Regions from separate parts of the Mus musculus genome. Here region 2 is linked to region 1. Evidence: chromatin contacts called from public Hi-C data. All regions are on one chromosome and are shown on one strand. The core of a region is the stretch at or near the end of the contact, and the rest is flanking DNA. Distances in the headings are between cores, read along the strand shown. Region 1 has its middle 26 kb from the start of Gm11419. Region 2 holds the start of Ccl1 (chemokine (C-C motif) ligand 1).

Region 1 (4,205 bases), core at 1,100-3,599:
CATTCTTAAAAGCAGCCTTAGTCAGTGACCCTCCCTTTCCGAAGTTCTAACTACTAGAAATGTCTCCAGACATTTCCTAGCATCTCCTAAAGAGCAATCATCCCTGATTGTGAACGAAAGCTTTATCCGTAGAGTGAAATGAACCCCCTATGCTGCAGGCTTGTTTTCAAATGTGAACAAGTGTGGTTTGTGGGAGAAATTACTTGGCACACAGCAGGAGGCCTTCTGATGACATCCTGAGACCTGGAGAAACGATGAGCCCCCTAAGCTTACTCACAAGAATGGCTTCACCTGCTGTGCCAAGCCTTAGCAGACTCCCTCAGCCAGGTGGGCACAAGGCTCATTGGCACCTCTGGTGCCCCTGCCTGTGGCCACACATGCGGAACTCAACCTCCTGGGCATCTGTCCCCCAGCCCAGAGCCAGGAATGGTTTTAGGGGCACACACCTAGTCTCGGTTCCAATTCCATGGAGCGCTGCCCCAGGCCCACATCCAGGGCACTAGGGCTAGCAGGAATGTGGAGAAGAGAAGAGGAAAGCGGTGGTGACAATATTGCCTGTCCCTGCTCACAGAAAAACATTCCCTTGCCTTGTGACATAAAAGAGATAAGCAGAAAATAATGGAGAAAGAGTGAGACCTTTGCAGGCAGAGAAGCTGGGTTCATATCCCTTCATTGCCTCTAAAAAAAGATAGAAATAAATCACATATATTTATATCTCACCATATGTCTGTGTCGGGTTAGTAGGAACACTGAATTAAGTCAGATCACGGATGTCCAGCACAGAATCTGGCTTCTAAGACACAATAAACTTTGGTAGTTCTCTTCTCACGATGAAGGAAGGAGGCAAGTCATTAAATAGAAGTGACCTAGTCAGGCCCCTGATGGATTGGATTTGGGGGTGCTGAAGCCCCTTCCAGAAAGAGACTATGGTGTGAGGGAGCCATGCCTGATCTCCAGAGGGCCAGTTTAAGCGTGGCTGCTTTCTCCTGAGTGTTCATGGGTTACAGGGTGCACTGGTGCACCCTGCAACCCGACTTAACAGCCACAGTAGAAGGAAGGCTGGAGTGAATGCAGGTGAGGAAGTTTAAGCTTGAGGAAGCTACATGACATTTAACAGTTGTGTGTGTGTGTATCTACATGCGTGTGTGTATGTGTGTGCGTATTCCTCTCTCTCTCTCTCTCTCTCTCTCTCTCTCTCTCTCTCTCTCTCTCTCTCTCTCTCTGTCTGTGTGTGTGTGTGATGTCCTCCAAGGCCAGAAGATAGCGTCAATATCTTGGATTAGAATTGTAGTTGATTACGAGCTGCTTGATGTGAGTACTGAAAACCTAACGTGGATGCATTCTTAACTTGCTGAGCCATCTCTTTATCCCCTATCTGACTTTTCTAAAATTATACTCCAGTGAGTGGAAAAGTAAGATCCCAGCAATCACTGGCCAGACTTCATCTTTGCCTGGATGCATGTTACTTGTAGAGGACACCTCTGTTCCTTGGAGAACACAAGATCAAATTCATGGGTAGTGTGCTGGCAGTTTTAAGTCAACTCATCTCAAGGAAGAGTCATTTTGGTATAGGGTACCCAAACTGAGAAAATATCCTTGCTAGATTGGCCTATAGGCGAGCCTGTGGTGTGTTTTCCTGGTTGATGATGATGTAGGAGGAGTCAGCTCACTGTGGGCAGTGACAATCCCTAGGCTTGTAGTCCTGGGTGCTTTAAGAAAGTAGACTGAACAAGTCATGGGAGCCAGACAGTAAGTAGCATTCTTCCACAGCTTCTACTTTAACTCTTGTCTCCAGGTTCCTGCCTTGAATTCCTGCCCTGACTCCCTGCAGTTGAGCTTGTAAGATGAAAGAAACCCTTTTCTCCTCGAGATGCTTATCGTCATGATGTTAAGCAATAGTTCACAGCAATAGAAACTAAGACAGGAAGGAGGCCCTACCATGGGTTCCATGACAGCATCCACAAATGGACATCAAAGTTTCTAGAAGTGTCACTGAGTGAACTGGAGTTCCTAAACATCCCTAGAGGTTGGTAGAGAGGCAAGAACCAAGCTAACCAGCTGGTTGGTCCTGCTCAGCTTTCGAGAGCTTAGCTCCTGATTGCCGTGCCCTCAGGGCTTCATCTATACCTGGTCCTCAGTAGTGTGACTAAAGAGGAGATCTCCAAGGCTGTAGGATGAAAGATTCTCACTTGCTTTTGTGGCAGTGTGTGGGACATCTCCAAGGAGATCCAGAAGCAGGAGGCAGGTTCACTAGTAGATGCCAATGGTGAGCCATCCCTGCATATCCTGAGCTGCTAGGGAACTATGGGGTGGCTTTCCTCAGGGACAGTTGGCTGAGTAGCAGGGTTGAGTCAGGGCTTCTGTGCCCTTTCAGCCTCTGAGGCTGAGCCAGGGGTAGACCTTCATGTGTGGCTATTTATAGTTCCCTGTGGCTAGGGGAGGGAGCTCAGCTGACAACATGTGACATTGCATCTCTAGAACTTGGGGGGTGAGGGTGGGGTTGTGGCTGACTCAGAATCGCTGTTCTACACATTTCTTCCCTAGCATATCTCTCTCTCTCTCTCTCTCTCTCTCTCTCTCTCTCTCTCTCTCTCTCTCTCTCTCTCCTCTCTCTCTCTGGTCCCCCACAATTCCTACTGTCAATATGCCCTATCCAAAACACAGTCACCACTGTGCCAGGCGATGCTTAATCAGACAGTGACACTCTCTTGCCCCCCAGCCTGCATATCCAGGCTCAGGTTGCAGTGCTCCATGGGACAAGTCAAACCTCCAATGCACTGCTTCCCCCAAAGGCTTGCCTTCCAATGCCCTCCTCCTCCACCCAAAACTCACTGTCACCACGTGGCCTTTCTCTCCATCCACCTTCACTGGGTGGAAGTCTGTTCAGCTTCCCACGTCCAGGCCAGTCTCATGATCTCTGCAACAGTTTCCCCAGTCTCTTCACATGTTACTCACCCCTGGACACCTATTTTCCTTCCATTGAATGCCTTGACTTTTTTTTTCTTAGAACACGGGTCAGAGTGGCCCTAGAGTATGTTTCTTGGTAGTGCTTTCTCCCAACACTGATTTCTTCATTCCAGTGGAGTCAGGTCTTCTGGTAACAGGATTGGAGTATTCTGCATTTTAAAGGCTCTGCTGGGAGTTCTGATGTGCAGTTCGAATGAGTTAGACCTGGACTGTGCTTTCTGCAGACCTGACATCATACCCTCTCCCCAGCTCTTCTGGGGAAAAGAAGGAGAAGCCAGCTGTACCCTGAGGGCTTGGAGAAGAAAGGCATCAAGAAATGCTTTGCCTTCAGAGAGTTCTGGAGGCCACAGTGAGAACTGTCTTCTCAGGCATGTCTTCTACCTCTGCACTTTCTCCTTCCAGTGTGAGGTAAACAGGGCAGGCCCTGTGTCCCTTCCCTGTTTACAGAGGAGGAAACCAAGTTCCTGAGAGGCTAAGGGACTTGTTGAGATCATGCAGTGACATAAATAGGCCATTGGCCTCCTCCCTTCCTATCACACTGAGTAGGGGTAGTTTACAGGAGGAAGCAGGTGACATGCAGGAGATGACCCTGGGCAGTACAGTGGTGTCCAGAGAGGCTGTGCTTGTCCTGGGTTCACCTTCTGATGCCAGCCCCTCAGGCTCCCTCTGCTGGAAGTTCCGAGGAAATCAGCAAGTGGTACTTGCCACTGGGATGTGAGTGTGGTCATGCCATCATCAATCACAGTCTGGACATACCAGCATCACAGGGGTACCTCAGTCAGAGTATGGGATTCTGCCTTCTTCACCTAACCATCTCTGTCAGATGCAGGTGTGCCCACTACTCTCAAATCTGACTCTCTAATTCCAGTTTTTCTCTCCTTTTCTTTTCTTTTTATCTTTTTTATTAGCTATTTTCTCCATTTACATTTCAAATGCTATCCCCTTTCCTAGTTTCCGTTCTGAAAGTCCCTCTCCACTTTCTTATTTTTATAAATCTTCCCTTTTAAAAACATCCACTAAGATTATATGGGGCTGGAGAGATGGTTCAGTGGACAGATGGCTTGCTCAGCAAGCATAAAGACCCAAGTTTAAGCACCCAGCACTTATGTATCGAGATAGGCATGGCTGGCTATGTTTGTAATGCCATTGTTAGAGGTGGAAACAGACAGATACTGAGAGCTTACAGGCCAAAGGCCTAGCTGAAACAGTAGGCTGCTGGTTCACTGAGAGACTATCTA
Region 2 (4,205 bases), core at 894-3,393, 240 kb before region 1:
AGCAATGGGGTAGTAATTTTAATGACTTTGTGGGTGGCAGGAAGCAGTAGGGGTCTGACTGGCATGGGTCCAGCTGTGTAAAGATCATGAGCTGATCTTATTCTTAGATACCCAGGGCTCGAGTCTCTGCCTCCTATGCCACCCCCATTCTCAATATAGCATCAAGCCCAAGACTTCCCTCCTCGTGAAAGTCACCCTCCCACCCTCCATACTGTGGAGATTTTATCTCTTGGTGCTTTGACAATTGCCTGGAGTTTTCTCCTCACAAGTACAGGCACTTGAGTTTTGATTCTGACTCTGAAATGGAGCCAAGATATTCCCAGTTTCGACAAAGCTCCCTCAGGAGTGCCAAGAGTCATCACTGCCAAAGGTCTTGAAAAGCTCATTCAGCTCAGACATGCCACGGTAGCACGGAGCGAGCCTCAGTGGAGAGATGCGGGAAGACAAGGACTTCCGATTGCCATCCAGGCACAGGGGCTTAAAGGAGGCTGAGATTTGCCCGCAGGGGTTGGCAAATGACTTTTATTGGAGGAAGGGTGTTTGAAATGAGCAGATTGGGCACAGAGGGAGTTGGCTGGGAAGGTGGTCAGGTCGATGTTACAGTAAGGATGAGATGGTGGATATAGGAGAGCAAAATGGATGACTGAAGCTTGACTATTTGGGAAGAGTTCTAACTATCTAGTAGTTACACTCAGTTGGCAACAAACACTGAAGGTTTTTCAGTTGCACAGGCTAAGGTCAACATAGGTTAGCATAGCCAACCCACTGTGTATAGGCCCCATGATGCCAATGCCAGAAAGCTTAGCTGCTTTTTCTTGAGGGCCTCCTATGAGCTGCTTATCCCAAGTACTGCCCACTGCATATACTGTTTTTATCTGGCTGCACAACCCCATCTGCATCTACATCCCATGCTCTAGCTTTCTCCATGATGCTGAGTGAAGGGTGTTCCTCTGTACTTGGCTTTTCCAGACTCCTTCCCCTGCCTGACGTGCTGTCTTCACAGCAGCCTGCAGGACATGGTACTTATAGAACACTGTCTGGAAAGGGTCCTCTGAAGTCCCTGGGTGTCCCCAACATTCTCCTGTGCCCCCCACATGACAGATCTGTCTTGAATGAGCCGTTGTTGTGTTGGATGGCTCTCCATGGCTTGTCTATAGGTTGAAGCAAGATGGCTCAGGTCAGGCTTTGCCCCCATTGGCAATTGTCCCAAGGGTAACCAAGCAAGGGTCTGGATCAGAGTAAGCTGTGAAAGGGCTGGGGAACAAAGAAATAAAACTAATAGCAAATGTGTTGGCCAAACGTTAGACAGACAGGATCAACCTGTGGTATGTGTGTGTATGTGTGTGTGTGTGTGTGTGTACATGTATGTAGGTGTGCATACATGTGTCTATGTGCATGTGAACGACTTTGCTTTTTGAGATAAGTTCTCTCCCTGGCCTGGAGGTCTCCAACTAGGCTCAGCGGGCAAACCAGGCAGCTCCAGGGATCAGCCGGTCAGCCTCTCCAGCTCTGGGGTTACAAGATCATTCCACTACCCCTGCTCTGTATGCGGGTTCTGGGAATCAAACTCTGGTCCTCACACTTGTGTAGCAGGTACTTTGCTGACTGAGCCATCTCCCCAGCTCTGCATTTCATTCTTACCACCCGGATTTGAGATGTGTTACTAGTTCCATTTTGTAGGGATGTGCAGCTTAGAGAAGTTTGTGCAATGGCTGATTGGCAGAGCCAGAACCCAGACACAAGCTCCATTTGATGCAGATTGTACCTTCTCTGCTCTGTCCTTCTCCAAGGCCTGTAGCTGCTTTGAATGGAATGATGTGGGTTAGACAAGCTGTGTACGGGCCACTTCCTCTCTCTCTCTCACCTTTTTTGACTTTCCACTCAGCCAGGACAGCTCCCACGTATTTTGTCAAGAACGTAAAGATTGGTATCTGCTTCTGCACTTGGGGAAGTTCCCAAGGCCACTAGGCACCCAAACATACCTCGAATACGCCCCCCTCCTCCCAGGAGAGGTGAGAAAAGGAGTTTTCCATGTGGCCATTGGGTATGAGTTCCTTTTCCCTGGGACTCCCACCTCTTCTCCATGGTCTGGGAAAGCACCCCGGGCCTTCTGATAAAAGCTCAGTACAGGGTGAGGCAGGAGAGAGTTCTTGGCTCCACCAGACATTCGGCGGTTGCTCTAGAGAGGCTTGAGACAGAAACTTATCACCATGAAACCCACTGCCATGGCACTGATGTGCCTGCTGCTGGCTGCCGTGTGGATACAGGATGTTGACAGCAAGAGCAGTGAGTAATGGGGTCCTAGTGCTTGGGCCCAGGGAGGGGAGATGTATAGGCAGGCACTCTGGGCTGGGAACAGAGCTTACCTAGACATCATTGGCTTCATTTCTGTCCCTATCTGGAGATGAATGGCGGGCAGTAATGGGATAGGGACGCTGGGCGTGGAGGAAGGTTATGGACTGGGAGCACACATCTACTTCGTGGTGGGGAGCTCAGACCTGAAACCCATTCCTCTGATTCTTTTGCTAATCCTAGAACTAGGTGGCTGCAGAGACAGACCTGGGCCAGCATCCTCTTGATGGGGTTCCAAGACTGGCCCTGTTCTGGGAGGAGCTTCTCCTTCTCCTTCTCCTTCTCCTTCTCCTTCTCCTTCTCCTTCTCCTTCTCCTTCTCCTTCTCCTTCTCCTTCTCCTTCTCCTTCTCCTCCTTTCTCCCTTCTCCTTTCTCTTCCTCCTCATCCTCCTTTCTCCCTTCTCCCTTCTCCCTTCTCCTTTCTCCTTTCTCCTTTCTCCTTTCTCCTCCTCCTCCTCCTCCTCCTCCTCTTCATCCTCCTCCTTCTAGATGAAGTGGCTTTAGTGTGTGGAAGATAATTTTGATCCTCACCCTACAGACAACTGGAAGGGCCTATGGGGTTGTTTAAAACAAATTAGGATCCCTGAAGTCCAGAGGAGGGACTAAGACTGATTTCCAGTGTGACAGATGACAGGCAGGGGCTGAAGGAAGGACCACAGGAGTGAACAGCCAGATAACTATTATATCTCTTAAAGATGTTTTCTGTATGGATAAACTGGAATCCATGTTCTAGATTGTTCGGAAAATACCAACCTGAGGTCAGGGGACCTGCAAGTTTCTGTGAACAGCGAGACAGGAAGGATCCAGGGTTAGAACACAGGGATGTTGAAGGTGGGATGTGGGAGGAGAGCGTACAAATCAGCAGACTGGGGGTTACTGGTCCCTGAAAGAGGGGAGGGCCAAGGATGGGAATGTGGAAGATTGTGTGGGCGAGTGGACCAGCCACTTTTTGGGAATACCCCCTTTTCCTTCTGAGCCCTTGTGGAGTTCCTCACCCAGCCCCATGTCTGTGAACCAAGAACTACAATGTCCTGCATGCGATGGGATAACAGGTCCTCTAGGATGTGAGGCCAGAGCCCCGAGCTTAAGTACTAGCACAGTACACAGAGCCACGCACTTGTGCTGGGAGACTGGGACTGAAGGGGTTTGTATATGTGGTAGGAAGAGTCTCACCGTATGTGCAGGAGTGTGTGCTGAGCCATGGCTCAGGCAGGCTTGTGGTTTCTGTCCCCACCACCTGCTGGTTTGTAGGGTGCTCACATCTGACGCCCCTCCCCAGTCTTATGATTGTTGTCTCCATCCTAGAAATGTGTTGCTGCTGAGACAGAGCTGCACTGCAGCCCTCGGGATGTGGTCTCCATGCTTGAGTCTGTCCTAGGAAGGACTTGGCTGGTTTTGCTTTTTAATTCTGTTGTGGGTGAGAGGCTATGGTTGCTAATGAATGGTCTTTTTTTGTGCTTTTCTTCTAGTGCTTACGGTCTCCAATAGCTGCTGCTTGAACACCTTGAAGAAAGAGCTTCCCCTGAAGTTTATCCAGTGTTACAGAAAGATGGGCTCCTCCTGTCCTGATCCCCCAGCTGTGGTGTGAGTGAGCCACTAGCCAGGGGAGAGATAATATTGACGGAATTGAGAATAGTACACACTAGATGGCGCTGTTCCACAAGAAAAGGGAGTCTAAACCCAACCAGGCAATCTAAGGTGTAGAGTGACACTAGGGGGCGTGGGGCTTCCCAGGAAGGGGGGGGGGGTCCTGATTTATTTGCTTGAACCCCAAAGTGCCTATGATTAGATCCCAAGCTATATAGCCAGGAAGAAATGTTTAATAAAAGCACAACAGACAAGGCTGGAGCGTT

The links. A called contact is a pair of places that touch in the nucleus more often than the background predicts.
Region 2: a contact with region 1 is called in a Hi-C map of bone marrow-derived macrophages, with 5 times the contacts expected there. The contact joins the promoter of Ccl1 here to the enhancer-like site in region 1. A contact is called at or near these places in 8 of 484 Hi-C or Micro-C datasets (MC3T3-E1-derived osteoblasts, bone marrow-derived macrophages, embryonic stem cells and 3 more), 4 of 115 datasets of contacts at active chromatin or transcription factors (bone marrow-derived dendritic cells, bone marrow-derived macrophages, embryonic stem cells and 1 more) and 1 of 9 other capture datasets (embryonic stem cells).

The regions. Positions count from the first base shown.
Region 1 is chr11:81,940,570-81,944,774 of GRCm38.p6, reverse strand. It overlaps a transcript of Asic2 not described here. Among named protein-coding and RNA genes, the nearest start is that of Gm11419, 26 kb to the left of the region's middle. Within about 2 kb of position 2,349, at least 16 of the 459 cell types and tissues checked have an H3K27ac peak or open chromatin away from gene starts, as enhancers often do. A contact at or near this core is called in bone marrow-derived macrophages, where this site is marked.
Region 2 is chr11:82,177,750-82,181,954 of GRCm38.p6, reverse strand. Ccl1 (chemokine (C-C motif) ligand 1) reads left to right here and starts at 2,143. Exons shown (of 3, transcript NM_011329.3): 1 at 2,143-2,286; 2 at 3,822-3,936. The coding sequence starts at 2,211.